Regions from separate parts of the Sus scrofa genome. Here all the other regions are linked to region 3. The links are chromatin contacts, called in public HiChIP or PLAC-seq and promoter capture Hi-C maps. All regions are on one chromosome and are shown on one strand. Each heading gives the region's core, a stretch centred on a gene start, on an enhancer-like site or on the middle of the called end of the contact. The rest is flanking DNA. Distances are from core to core; before and after follow the strand shown. Region 1 holds the start of XRCC5 (X-ray repair cross-complementing protein 5). Region 2 holds the start of TMEM169 (transmembrane protein 169). Region 3 holds the start of SMARCAL1 (SWI/SNF-related matrix-associated actin-dependent regulator of chromatin subfamily A-like protein 1). Region 4 has its middle 8.5 kb from the start of MREG.

Region 1 (3,457 bases), core at 851-3,350, 270 kb after region 3:
ACTCAAATAGTTGACAGCTGTGTTAACAAAAGCTCTGCAAGAGAGATAATAGCTCCCTCTAACTTCTAACAGAGGGAAGTTAGAGGGAGACTGATTTGACTCCATATAAGGGAGAAAAAAATAATACTTAGATGTGGTCAGTGAAAGAACTACTGTTTTCTGAAGCAGTGCTCTCCTGACCCGATGTTATAAATGATTTCTAATTTGGTTACATCTTGAGCAGGGCAAGAAAAAAAAAATGGAAAGACAAGGTTTTTCCCTAGTTTACAAAGAATTAAACATAATGCATTAATATGAAGATATTTCTAGATTACAAAGAGCATGTCTGGAGAAAGAGTAGTAATAAACTCCAAAATTCCTTTGAGAACAATAAAATTCACAAACTCATTTCAAGGCTGAGCATAAAAATCTTTAGAGTCCCCAAATATGGTGCTGCATTTATTTATGTTCATAAAAGCTACTTTTAAGCCAGAAAACTCTAAATCGGAGGCCTAAAGGTCTTTTGCCGAGAATAATCAGGTATCCAAAAAAAAAAAAAAAAAGGTACCAAAGGTTTTCACAGTATGGAACCTCTTATCTGAAAGCAGAACACCTCATGCAATACCTCAAGTTCCTTTCTGGCAGCAGTAGAAAACCAGGAAAAAGAAATGGGGCAGCACCACAACTCTCCATTTATACACTGAAGCAATACAAGCCATTGGAATTTTGCTGCAAGTCTACCTGCTATAAACAGCTGCTTCATTAGAGCTGAAAGAGGTACAAAGGAGGTGAGTGGCATATTTTTGCAATCATTTTAACCAGTATTTCCCTATGAGGGGACTAGGAGTCAGCTGCTCAAACTCCTACCGTGTTCATTTGTAGGATGCCTAGTTAAAGGCCTACTTTTTGGATGGATGGATGATTTAACAACTCCCTGGAACACACCTCCCTCTAGAGACCCTTCAGAGAACTACCCTTCTCTGCCTACACTGAAAAAACTTCTAAAATTCATAAAGTTATTAATCTGGGACACTGAGGATTATACCTTCATTCCTAACAAAAGAGAGTCTTTTGAATTCCAGGGCTCTAAAAGTAGAGAAAGCCTGTGTTCAAATCACATTCTACCACTTGTGGACTGAGTGATCTTGGGCTAATCACCTTTCTTTCTTTAAGCCTCGCATTTCTCCCATGTAAACTGGGGATATAAATCTTCAGCTCATGGGTTTGTTGTGAAGATTAAATGAGACAGGAATAATGCATTTAGATCAGTGACTCACCAGAGTAAGCTTTGAATAAATATGGAAATATTAGATTATTAGAGAGGTGGAAATATTAGACTATTATAGAGGTAAAGCTATAGTTTTATATTTCCATTTATTCTACTTACACTCCCTTTTCTGAAGTTTTATGGAGGTTCCCAGGCTAGGGGTCTAATCTGAGCTGTAGCTGCCAGCCTACGCCAGAGCCACAGCAACGCAGGATCCGAGCCGGTCTGCGACTTACACCACAGCTCACCGCAAGGCCAGATCCTTAACCCACTGAGCAAGGCCAGGGATCAAACCCGAAACCTTATGGTTCCTAGTCAGATTCGCTAATCACTGAGCCAGGAGGGGTACTCCCTTTCACAGATTTTTTTTTTTAACTCAGGCTCCGAAGTAATGGAGGAGTCTGGGGTAGGCTGCGATAGTGCTGCGGAGAGAAGGCGTGGGATGGGAGGCAGGATAAGGACCCGTGGGGAGAAAGCGGTGGGGGTGGGGAGCGGGCGAGGCTCAAATTCCCATCTTAAGACTCCAAATCCCCAGTCTTTCTCCGCGCATCCTGCGACCAGGCCCTCCTGACCCAGCCCACCACCACCATCTCCCCTCCTCGCTCCTTAGAACCGCCTGGATCCAGTGATTCCTGCCTCCGAACCACCTTTTCCAGACCCTCAGCACAGGCAAGGCCCAAACCTATTGCTCCTTCTACCTTATTCCCCCACCGCGCCATGTTGCTGGCCCGCCAGCGCCTCAGCAGTCTCTTCCGAGCCGGAAACCGCGGCGCTGAAACTCTGTTCCGCCGGCCTTGGCGCTGGAGGCTCGCGGGAAGAACCACTTCCCGCGGAGCCTGGGAAGGGCGGGGAAACTGTGCGTCGAAGCTCTGCGCATGCGCAGATTCCATTCCTTGCTCGCTGGCTGAGCTTTGAAGCCCAAGCATTTAGCAAGTCTCAAGAAGTGGGTTGATGGGAATGACTTGGAAAGATACACTTTCTTTTTCTCACATTGAGAATTAACAACTCCAGCGTTTTGTGTTAGAGATCTGAAGTTAGATTGATTTGAATATGAACATGAATCCAGAAAATCACTGAACATCTCTAAAATCATGTTTCTTTTAAAAAGAGGAGTAATGAAAGGTTTAACAGATGCGATGACTTTAGAACCAATCCTGAAGGAAAAGCAGTTTTTCGGGCAATCGAAAGTGGAAAGAGCATTCTTCTTTGAAGAGGAGATTGCACGCATAAAGGCCTGGAGGCATGAAACAGCAGCTATTAAAGATATCCCAATACTTTGTCTTGGAGCCAGATTAAACCAAACTTCAGACCTGCTTATTTTACCAAGAATTGGCAGTTCCTGAACAATGATTGCCCTGACTACATTTTGATTTTGTTAATCCTCAATGCACACCCTATCTTGGAACTTTCTCATCTTCTCCTCCTACACCTCCCATGTAGCCTGCTGCTAATCTTGACACAGTTTTCTTCAGCCAAGAGCCCTATAAAACCTACCACCTCCCAGCCCCAAAAAACGCCTGAGCCTTCTCTCAGTGCTCCTGGCCACTAGCTGATCAATAAACCTACTTGAAGCCTCAATGCTTGGGACTCTCTGTCTCTATTCAGCTCCAAACCTATAGCCATTTCTTGCTCTTTGGAGAGTTTCTAGTTTGGAAGGAAGTGAGGTTTACTTTCAGAAGAGGAATCTAGGGAGATATCCTAGAAGTGGTAGCTATCAATTACGGTGCCTGACAGTCTCACAGTCCCCTTTCAAAGGAAGCTGGCTGTCTAGCCTGCAGACCTTGCCCATTTGAGGGAGTCAGGTCCAAGCTAAACTTTGCACAGAAAAATCTATCTATATCCATGGGCTTTGATATCTACAGATGTCCTAGGATCAAGCCCCCACTGATGCCAGAGACAATTGCACTGCATTCCTGGTCAAGTAGAGCATTTATAGGGTCACAAAAGTGATCTAAATTTTGGACTGCTTCATGTCGCAACAGAAGAAAGGGTGGGGGAAAAAACTGTAACTGCAATGTATACATCTAAGGATAACCTGACCCCCTTGCTGTACAGTGGGAAAATAAAAAAAAAAAAAATTTTGGACTGCTGACATGGCTCTTGGCAGGAGTGTCTCCATCTTAGGCCTAGAAAGTTTTTCAACAGGCTTGTGTTAATAATTGAATTAACTGAAGAAGAGAAAACTGTGTTGGCCATTAATCTTTTGCAACA
Region 2 (3,270 bases), core at 25-2,524, 290 kb after region 3:
CAACAAAAGAATGATGGCATCTGCTAGCTTTTTAGCTTTTTTTTTTTAAAGGGCCGCATCTGCAGCATATGGAGGTTCCCAGGCTGGGGGTGGAATCAGCCCACAGCTACAGCAAGAGAGAGCCAAGCTGCTTCTGCAATCTACATAATAGCTCACTGCAATAACAGATCCTTAACCCACTGAGCAAGGCCAAGGATCAAATCCTCATAGATCCTAGTTGGGTTCATTTCAGCTGAGCTACAACAGGGACTCCGTTTGTTTGCTTTTACATTATTTTAATACCTTGCAGGGGAAATGCAATACTCTAACAGTAGATTTAGAAATGGTATCCTGCCTGGATGGTTAAGACACTTGACACATTCCCTAGATCTGCCAAGTTCTCAGGCAAAAGCTCACCTGGTCGGTCCAGGTATAATTCCTCTCTGGTGGATTGCCAGTACGAAGCGAGATGAATTTGAGCAATAAATCACTGTAAATGGGCGCCAAAATACACATGAGAAATTTCCCCCGTCTTCAAGAGGCTCACTCCCCTGCATAAGGAATGAACTAGAAGGGAGGATATCAAACACCCACCTACAGATGTGTTCCTGCAGGAAGCATACACCCTTTAAGGAAAGATCCTCTTTTGGACTCATCAATTTGTGCAGTCCAACTGAAATGGAGCAAATCTCCAATCTGATAAAAGTTGCTTCTTCCCTTTATTCCTGGGTGAGGGGAAGGAGACGAGGTGGAGGTGGGCTCGAATTTTCTTTTAAAATCATTTATTATCTCGGTTCTCTGGATAACTGCAACTGTATTTCCCCCTCCCCCTGCTCATTCCCATCCCTTCCGGAGGATGAAGCTAGATTTCCTCCCCCTTAGCTGAGGCTGCTCCTTTTTTCCCCTTCTAGCCGCACACAGCAGCTGGAACCAGAGCATCATCGCTCGACATCCAATGCGGGAGGGCGCAGCAAGGCCCCCGAGCTGCAGCCTCTTTTCTCGGATGCACTAGAGATTTAATTTTAATTAATGGTGAGAGCCATAGCACAGAGGATTGAATTTTTCAAAATAGAATACACTCTCGCTTTTTATCTTCTTTCCTTCCCCGGTCCCCCAATAGCATCAAAATCAAATACGCAAACACACGGAACAAGGAGTCTCACCTACACGTCCACGGGACAGAGGCTGGCATTGGGTGCCGAAGGTCAGGACACCGCCGGGGGCAGTGTTCCTGAGCAGAGAAGACAGAGAGAACCGCGCGCGGGGCGGGGCGGGGCGTCCGGGTGTCGGGAGAGGGTGGGGGGGAGGCGGAGGGAGGACTTGAGAGCCGGGAGGGGCGGAGTCCTGGAGGTCACGTGGGTTTGTGGCCTCAGCCCTATCCACTTTTTAAGCGGCGGCGATCCTGTGAGCTAAGCTAGCATTTGCTTGGGTTACGCTAACGGTTCGCAGCCATGAGCTTTGGGGTCAAGGGCAAAAGCTTCCTGGCAGCAGGCTGTCTACAGCACCAAGTGGCCGTCGTCACTGGCGGAGGCACAGGCATAGGAAAGGCCATCACCAGTGAGCTCCTGCATCTGGGTGTGTGAGCTGGGCCCTGGACTACGGTACCCAGAGAGGGGGGTGGGTCGGCGGGATCCTGTGAGACTGGGGTAACCTGGGGTCGGAGGCTTAGGGGAGCATGAGGTTGCAAAGCAAAAAAGTATCGGTATGGGTGAAATTAAAACCGCGAGGGATAGAGGAGAGAGAACTCTTCCAAAAAAGTTGTGGAGAAGCGTTGAATGATTAACCACCATTTGTAAACTAAAGGGAAAGTTTGGAGCCAAAGGTATTGTGCCGGAGTTGGGAATTAAGGAAACTTGTGGAAACTTGCTATGGAATTCATTATGAATGTGTATGTAAACTTAATTCATTCTAAAAAAATGTTTTTTAAGTAAACAATTCATTCTGTTTATTGCCTGATGAATGATTAGGAAACATTGGGAGACTTCATTTAATGGAAAAGGTTGTAACATATCGAGAGGCTCCTATCATATCATCTTTAATCTCTGGTGATATTTACCTTAACATGGGTGAAGACAGGAGTTTGTAAGCACATAAAAAAGGAAGGAAACCGCAAAGGGGGAAACAGGTAAATTTACCTATACGAAGATGTAAATCCTCATTGAATTAAAAACGTAAAGTTTAAAAGCACATGAAGATAAACATTTCCAATATACAACAAATGTATTATATAAAAGAGATCTCACAAAAAAATAAGGAAAGTATCTAACACACTGATAGAAAAATAGGCCTATGATATGGGTCAAGTCTTTCAAATAAAGAGATAAAAATAGACAGTGGGAAACTAGTCTAAAATTGACTATGGGGAAATAGTCAACTTTTGGGACAATGAAATGTAAAATCTAACAGTAAAAAGGTGCCATTATTTTCCCAACAGAATTGTAAAACTTGGAGAAAATGAAAGTGTTGATGAGGAAGTGAGAAGTCAGGCCAGAATGTAAATCACAAGCTTTCTAGAGGTCACTTTGGGGGAAAACATCCAAAAGTTAACAGTATTCACGCTGTATGACCTAGTAATTCCTCTCTCAGGACTTTGCTCTTAGTAAATGGTGAGGCAAGCACAAATATGTGTTGACTAGTGAAACATTACAAATGCAATGATTAAATCAGTACAAGGAAATATGCTGCTATTTAAACATCTTGCAATGGAAGACTTTATGTTGTCAAGTGCACACCATGTAAAAAAGCAGAATTCTAAGCAAAAGATGACATTACAATTTAATCATTAATGAAAAACATATATGCAGAAAAGACTGGAAAGACATTTAATATTAACGGCAACTACTTTTTCTGAAAATGATTTGAATTATAAGTGGTTAAATTGTCCTCATTTTTCAGATTTTTAAAATGAACATGTAAATTGTCTTTGCTTGCCATTGTATTTTTTTTTTTCTCTTGTTAAATTGGTCTTTATTTCCCAAACCTCTTAGTTTTCTTTCTTAAAGTTTGCTTAACACTATGAAAATTCACAGATCTCAGGTAGTGGTTTAGTTTTTCCTTTCATTTTTTTCCCCCTAGTTTCAAAAGGATTGCTTCCTGAGCAAAGAAACAATACTCTGGTTGTCTCCTAAACCAGGTATTTTAAAGTAATTGGGGAAACTAGAAATGGGTCACAAGATAAATTTTTCTATCTATTAAAGTTTTTGAATAAGAAGTTAAAGTCACAGAACGCAGGATGCTTCTTGACACATCAATATGAGGTGTATAAGCAAAACATACTAGAGCAAGAAATCA
Region 3 (3,642 bases), core at 1,100-3,599:
ACCAGATAGAAGAGGCATTACCATAACGTCTGCTGGGCAGACTCTTAAACACTGCAATGAGCTCCGCATTGTACCCAATCTTCACCTGGAAACGATCTCCTATCCTGATGCATGTTCCCTGCTGGGAGCTTGCTGCTGGCTGATGTGGGGTCCCCAATTTCTGGTGGAGTTTCCTTCTGTCCCGGGCGTCATCCTCTCTGTGCCACAATGGACATCAGCAACGTTCTGCCCTGAGGCAGAGGGTCTCGCCATCTTGCCTCCAATACAGCATCCCTGGGAGGCTGTCCAGACAAGGAAGCTGCTGTCTCTTGGGGATTCTTTGCTCCGGCCAAAGGCTCATGAGTTGTATTAGCAAATGGTGTTGATTTGGTCCCATGTGAAGCCTGAGGATGATCTTGACCTAATGCATAACCCAAGAGCTGTTGGCTGGGGACCTCTGGAGGACTGTGTGCCAAGGGAGGGGAGATCCCAGCGACAGTCATTTGACTTGGTAGGCGGTGGCTCAGGCAGGCTGTGGGCACCTCTTCTTCCTTCTTCCATGTCCCCTTTGCCTGTTCGGAGGTACTGAGTTGAAAACTGGGGGAATTTTGAGGTCTCTGGTCACCATTAGTTGAACTCAGGGGATTCTGTTGCTTGAAAATGATACCATGGCTCCCTGACTTAGAAGGATCCTGGGGGAGGTTTTGGAAAGGGCCCTGCTTGGACTGGGAAGATGTGGCAGCAATGGAGGAGCCAGAGCCTGTGTTCTGATGCTGTCCTGCTAATTTCTCAGCTCTACGGGCCAGAGCCTTTTGCCGATTCTCCTCAATTTTTTTCCTCTGCTCCTCTGTAAGAGGCAAGGACATTTTAACAGGGAAATGCTGGCACAGGAATGTCAATTTTCTATCAGAAACTTGGCAAAACCTGAGGAAGGAAAAACAGTAATGAAATAAACATTAAATGTATTTATTTGTTACCTCGATTTTAACAAGCTTTTGTCGCACGAAATGTACAAGGAGTACAACCAAAGGAAATATTAAAGTTTCTTTTATAATTAAACATACACACACACACACACACACACACACGGACAGTATATAGCATATGCCAAAACCCATGATCCTGACAAAAAGGCAAAAAGCAAGGTCATCAAATCCAAAGCTGAAAAGGTAGTTCAACAGCAATATTTTTCTCCCTCTCATCCACTAGTCAACATGAGTTATCGGATCCCAAGAAAGTTATGCAATGCAACCTAAATCCATCAAATAATGAGAAAGGTGACATTTCAAACTAGAAAGGATATTGGATTGGACAGACATAGACCAAAACAACCACATACCATGGCGTGATGCTTGCTAAAATAGCCTCTTGCCAACCTGGAAGAAGGAAAAAAGCATTAGCATCACAGAGACTGTACCCTAAAATTCAACCCTCAAATTCAATCCTTATACCATTCCTGGCAAATCAGCCTGCAACTAGTCAAGTGCAAGCTTTAGTGCCTGCTGTCTAAAACTCACTGCCATGGAGCAATTGAGTAACTCTTTTGGAAAAATAAGAAGGAAAAAAAATATATTCTCATTGTACAAATTCGAATGTTACAAAAAGATGTAAAGAATAGAGTAAAACTAATTTGCAATCTCACCATCTATCAATAATCACTGTTCATAGTTTATAGTATAATTCTGAATTTTTTCTATTCATAGCCATAGTTACACGCCATGTATTTGGGAGGTAGATGAATTTACTACAAAATATGATCATTACATATGTTCTGTTTTGTACCCTGATTTTTTTTTTCCAATTAATTTTCTTAGGTCATTTTTCCATGAGCTGAGCCACTTCTGCAATATTTCTAGACCCAGAGCGCTGGACACCAAATTTCTCTGGCTTGGTTCAGAAGAAACAGTCTCCATTCAATGTAACGCCACATAATGTTTACAACAGTGACATGGGGGAGGAGGAGCCCTGAGAGGAGCCTGGGGTAAAAAGGTTTCCTTTCTGCTAGGACCCTCTTTGACCAGAACCCCCAAATCCCGACACCTTCCACTTCCTCCAACCACCAGCAATTAACAAGCGGTTAGGGAAAGGCTTTGTCCCTGGCCCGGCTGAAGTTCTCAGGCTCCCGGGGTAAAACATTCCTGCCTAACTTTACAAGCAGGGCGCTTCGGCGCCCCCAAATGCTCCAGGTCCAAGGCCCGGTGCGCTGCCTCCACTAGCCAGGGGAGGCGAGGCCATGGGATGATGAAGTCCCTTGATCAGCCCTAAACCATAAAGCCATCCCACCGCATGGACGCCCCTCTTCTTTTTGCTGGGACCTGTGTTCCACCCGGTCTGGGGGGACGCCACTGCCACTCTTATCACCTTCACTTGGATTCACCCTTCCGGTCGGCCCACTCCCTGCTGCAGGGAAGCATTTGGTCTCGTCCGCCTCCGCCACCTACCTCCCAGTTTAACCGTCTCACCCGGTGAGGCCTATAATGCGAACCACATTCGCGGCCGACCCCGAAGCTAGGTGCGTCTCCAGAGCCCTCCCGAGCCTCTCTTCCGAGTGGACTGTTAGGCGCGGGTTCTCGAGCGCTGCGAGTTCGCTCGCCTTATTTCAGCAATCGGGCCTGGGAGGTGGTCGGGGTGATGGAGTCGCTCACCGAGGAACTACACTTCCCAGGGGGCAAGGCGGCCCCCACTTACGCTTCAAAGAGTGAGTCATGAGACGGGAAACCCGAGCTGTGCTGCAGGGATTCGTAGTTTAAACCTGGAGCCTGGCGAGACGCAACGTCGTGGGCGGGAGGGGGGGAAATGATGCACCCTGGGAAGTGTAGTCCTCGGCTCCCTCAAAAGTTTTAGCAAGTACCCGGATTCTGAAAGCCTGGGTTGTTGAGGTATCCAAACTGGAGTGTCTATGTCAGAGTTGTCTCCAAAGGGCTTCCCAGGCGGGCAGATGGATTTGGTAGCTCTTAAAAAATATATTTCTTGGGGCATCCATTCCTGATACTGATAACCTTGCAGTTTAAGCTCCACCCGCTGTTCCAATCCTGACCTGACCTTCCTGGACAAAAAGAGAATTAACATTGTCGTCATTGTCATATCGTCATCATCATTGCCATCATCAGCCATTGTGCTGAACATCTAATGTGAATCATCTCATTTAATCCTCACTGCAACCTGATGGAACACGCACTATTCAAATCCTCTTTTACAGAAAGGAAACCTGAGCAGTTAACTTTTTCAAAGCCTTGTTAGGCTATTTGTGTTTCTGATTCCGAAGCCCATACTCTTGAGAGAAAAGTATTAGGCTGACACTCTCAGAACCAGTCTACCCCGTTTCTGAGCACCAGCACCTCTCCATTCCATAATCAACTCACTATTAAATATTGGTGGTAAATATAATATTTCCCTGGGGAGGGGGAGGGAATGGGATGGACTGGAAGTTTGGGGTTAGTAGATGCAACTATCACATTTGGAGTGGATAAGCAATGAGATCCTGCTGTGTAGTACAGGGAACTCTATTCAGTCACCTGTGATGGCACATGATAGAGGATAATGTGAGAAAAAGAATATATATATCTATATATATCTACACACACACATATATATATCCTTTTTATAATATATGTATATATAACTGGGTCACTTTGCTGTACAGCAGGAATTGACAGAGTATTG
Region 4 (3,349 bases), core at 156-2,655, 350 kb after region 3:
ATGAGTGGAAAACTGAAAATCTATTGGCATAACTGTGGTTGTCTGTTGACAGATTGGTAGGATCTGGGCTTAAGTTAGGGCAAAGATTTGGGGCTTTTCATAGCAAATAAGAATGGTGGTCATGTTTTCTGTATTATTATTTCTTTAATGTATGCATTCTATTTTATGACTTCATATCACCTTGTATACAGCAGGTACTTGGTAAACGTTTGCGGAAGTGAGTTTAATCGGATTAGGAACAAATGTCGCATGACTGATGGGTCCAGGTTTATGTTTAATTTTAGCTAGGTATAGTATGGCGACTCTTTGGAGAGTGCAGAATATTTGGGATTATAGAGGGAGGTGGTTTTCCAGAGGTGGAAAAGAGCTAATTCCAGATCACATCTGAAGATATGAGAATTGAGGCTGTTGTGGGCATCTGAAAAGTGTTGGTTGTAGCAGGATTGGTAGCTAAGACAGCAGAGTTAGACAATGGAAGGTAGTTAGATGTGGGAATACAGTTAGCCATGTATGACAGGATAGTGAGCTAAAGGAGTATAGTTAGGCATGGCAGGATAGTTAGCTATGGGAATATAGTTAGGTATGGCAGGATAGTTAACTGTGGGAGTACAGTTAGGTAGTTATGGGAGTACAGTTAGTTATAGCAGAATAGTTAGTTAGCTATGGGAGTATGGTTAGGCATCACAGTGTTGTTGTTTTTTGCCTTTTTTTTTTTTTTTGTCTTTCTTTTTTTAGGGCTGCACCAGCAGCATATGAAGGTTCCCAGGCTAGGGGTCCAGTCGGAGCTGTAGCTGCTGGCCTACACCAGAGCCACAGCAACGCTGGATCCGAGCTGAGTCTGCGACCTACACCACAGCTCACGGCAATGCTGGATCCTTAACCCACTGAGTGAGGCCAGGGATGGAACCTGAGTCCTCATGGATACTAGTAGGTTTTGTTGACTGCTGAGCCATGACAGGAACTCTGGCAGTGTCATTGAATGTGGAAAAATTAGGAGCGAGCTAAGGAAAGGCACGTTGCAGGAAGCAAGGTGATGAGTTGGGGCACAGAGGAAACTTTCGGTTTCATAATTTTCCAGTTTTTGCTCTGGGTAGTGCTCTGAGGATGAGTACTGTTTATTTTTCATCTTTGATTCCCCAAGAAGTTGAGCATGGAGGCATGTGTATAAAGTCTACACTCAAAAAGTATTTGTGAAATTGAATAATTCTAAGTGGTCACCCTTGACTGTGAAGGGGTGGGGTAGAAGCTGACTGACCAACAAATGCTTTGTTAACAGCAATGATTATATCTAGCATTTATAGGTGCATCTACTTTCCAGAAACCAAAGGAGTGCTTTGTGTATTACCTCACCTAATCCCGACTGCAGCCACCAGGGGGCGCTGTGATACCAGAGTCCTGCTCTTAATGGCCATGCCACTGGTTCTCAAGTGCAGTTTGCTGGGGTTGCCATAACAAAGAGCACTCACACTTGGTGGCTTATGCAACATAAATGCAACCATTTTCTCATGGTTAGGGAGCTGGAAGTCCAGGATTAAGGTGGCGGCAGGGTTGATCTCATTCTGAGCGTCTCTCCTTGGCTCACCAATGGCCATCTTCTCGCTTTGTCTTCACAAGGTTTCTGTCTGTGTCTGCATTAATCTCCTCTCCTTATAAGGAGACCAGCCATGTTGGATTAATGACCTCCTTTAACCTTAATTACCTCTTTATGGGCCCCACCTTCAAGTACAGCCATGTTCTGAGGTACTAGGGGTTAGGACTTCAACAAAGGAATTTTGGAAGGACACAGTTCAATTTATGACAGCACGCTTCAGAATTCCCAAGCCTTAGAAGCAGGGCCAGAGCTAGGGTGAGGGAAGTGAGGGGCTAGGGTGTGACATTTCCGGACCTGTTCACTCTCAGGGTTGCACAGGTGCAGGGTCTGCCCCACAGTGAGCACCCCCTCGACTTGCTGCACTCCAAGCACCTCATTAGCCTCACCCTAGTCCCAGCCTTGCTTGGCAGCCTGATATGATGGCAGATTCTGGGGCCCCCACTCCTGAGCTTAGAATTCAGAGGATCTCAGGTAGGGTCTAGAATCTGGAGTTTCAGGAAGCACCCCTAGGGATTCTAATGCAGGGATTTAAGATCACCCTTTTCAGAAACTCTGCCTGTGCCAAAACCCTCATAGGAGAGGTCCTTCACATCAGAGAAGTAATTTCCTTTTTTTTCCCTTTTTCAGACCTCATCCACAACATATAGAAGTTTCTAGGCTCGGAGCCATCAGAGCTGCAGCTACTGGCCTACACCACAGCCACAGCAACGCCACATCCTACACTGTATCCTTAACCCACTGAGCGAGTCCAGGAATCGAACCTGCATCCTCATGGATGCTAGTCAGATTCTTAAACCACTGAGCCACAGGGGAACTCCTTCAGTGAAGTAATTTCTGTCTTTCTCTTTGGTTTAGGGAGTAGATGTTGCTGAACTTGCCCAGTACTTGTCTAAATTTTTAGGGACTGCAGTGGGGTTCTAAATTCCTTCTGGTAGAGAGCTTCCATGCTCCAAGTTGCTGAATTGGACCTGAAAGAACCATGGGCTGGCTTTTCTCTGTGGAGTGCTTTCTGTCCATTCCAGATGGCACATGCAACCATGTTTGGACCAGTGTGTCAGCTGCTGCCATTCTTGAGTATAATTGACAAACCTTACCAGCATCCACTCCCTTTTCTGTGGCTTCATTTTATTTTCCTTAAGAAACTCTCCCACTTTTAGTCCAACTGGCTTCCTTTTTCTGTCTCCCCCATCCTCTTCACTTGAGCACTACGGAGGTGCACAAGAGACTCAGTGTGAGTACCCTCCCTCTGAAAGAGCAATTGCTTCCATTTCAGGCCAATTAACATTGGACCCAGGCCTGTTGATCAGCTGGGAAGGAGATGTCTCCTCCTGCTGAGATTAGCAGCAGAAAAGATGGTGAAATCCAGGGCTACTTGAGGGCTAAGAAGGTCATCAGCTCAGAGTCCAGAGAGGAAAAGAGAGTGTCTTAGTCTGTTTGGGTTGCATAACAGAAATTCTATAGATTGAATGGCTCATAAACAACAGAAATTCATGTCTCACAGTTCTGGAGGCTGGGGAAGGCCAAGATCAAGGCACCAGTAGATTCAATGTCTGGTGAGGGTCTTCTTCCTGGTTCATACACAGCTATCTTCTCTCTGTGTCCTCACATGGCAGAGGAGTAAGGGTGCTCTCTGGGATCTCCTTTGTAGGGTTCTAATCACATCCATGAGGGCTCCATCCTCATGACCTAATCACCTCCCAAAGGCTTCCCCTTAAGATTCCATCACACTGGAGATCAGGTCTCAACATAAGATTCTGG

The links. Promoter capture Hi-C pulls out the DNA fragments that hold promoters and counts their contacts. HiChIP or PLAC-seq counts read pairs in DNA pulled down with a chosen protein or histone mark.
Region 1: an H3K27ac HiChIP or PLAC-seq map of alveolar macrophages shows a contact between it and region 3. The contact joins the promoter of XRCC5 here to the promoter of SMARCAL1 in region 3. A contact is called at or near these places in 1 of 5 promoter capture datasets (liver), 6 of 47 Hi-C or Micro-C datasets (alveolar macrophages, brain, embryonic fibroblasts and 2 more) and 1 of 2 datasets of contacts at active chromatin or transcription factors (alveolar macrophages).
Region 2: a promoter capture Hi-C map of fetal liver shows a contact between it and region 3, with 2.8 times the contacts expected there. The contact joins the promoter of TMEM169 here to the promoter of SMARCAL1 in region 3. A contact is called at or near these places in 1 of 5 promoter capture datasets (fetal liver) and 1 of 2 datasets of contacts at active chromatin or transcription factors (alveolar macrophages).
Region 4: an H3K27ac HiChIP or PLAC-seq map of alveolar macrophages shows a contact between it and region 3. The contact joins the enhancer-like site here to the promoter of SMARCAL1 in region 3. A contact is called at or near these places in 2 of 5 promoter capture datasets (fetal skeletal muscle and liver), 18 of 47 Hi-C or Micro-C datasets (alveolar macrophages, blood, embryonic fibroblasts and 10 more) and 1 of 2 datasets of contacts at active chromatin or transcription factors (alveolar macrophages).

Annotation. Positions count from the first base shown.
Region 1 is chr15:118,353,586-118,357,042 of Sscrofa11.1, reverse strand. XRCC5 (X-ray repair cross-complementing protein 5) reads right to left here and starts at 2,100. Exons shown (of 21, transcript XM_003133649.5): 1 at 1,945-2,100. The coding sequence starts at 1,965.
Region 2 is chr15:118,333,919-118,337,188 of Sscrofa11.1, reverse strand. TMEM169 (transmembrane protein 169) reads right to left here and starts at 1,274. Exons shown (of 3, transcript XM_005672176.3): 1 at 1,143-1,274. It overlaps PECR (peroxisomal trans-2-enoyl-CoA reductase), which reads left to right and starts at 1,303. Exons shown (of 8, transcript XM_021075117.1): 1 at 1,303-1,554. The coding sequence starts at 1,431.
Region 3 is chr15:118,626,441-118,630,082 of Sscrofa11.1, reverse strand. It overlaps SMARCAL1 (SWI/SNF-related matrix-associated actin-dependent regulator of chromatin subfamily A-like protein 1), which reads right to left and starts at 2,349. Exons shown (of 21, transcript XM_021076244.1): 1 at 2,263-2,349; 2 at 1,319-1,355; 3 at 254-903; 4 at 174-251; 5 at 22-171. The coding sequence starts at 845.
Region 4 is chr15:118,280,582-118,283,930 of Sscrofa11.1, reverse strand. No RefSeq gene overlaps it. Among named protein-coding and RNA genes, the nearest start is that of MREG, 8.5 kb to the right of the region's middle. Within about 2 kb of position 1,405, at least 4 of the 83 cell types and tissues checked have an H3K27ac peak or open chromatin away from gene starts, as enhancers often do. A contact at or near this core is called in alveolar macrophages, where this site is marked.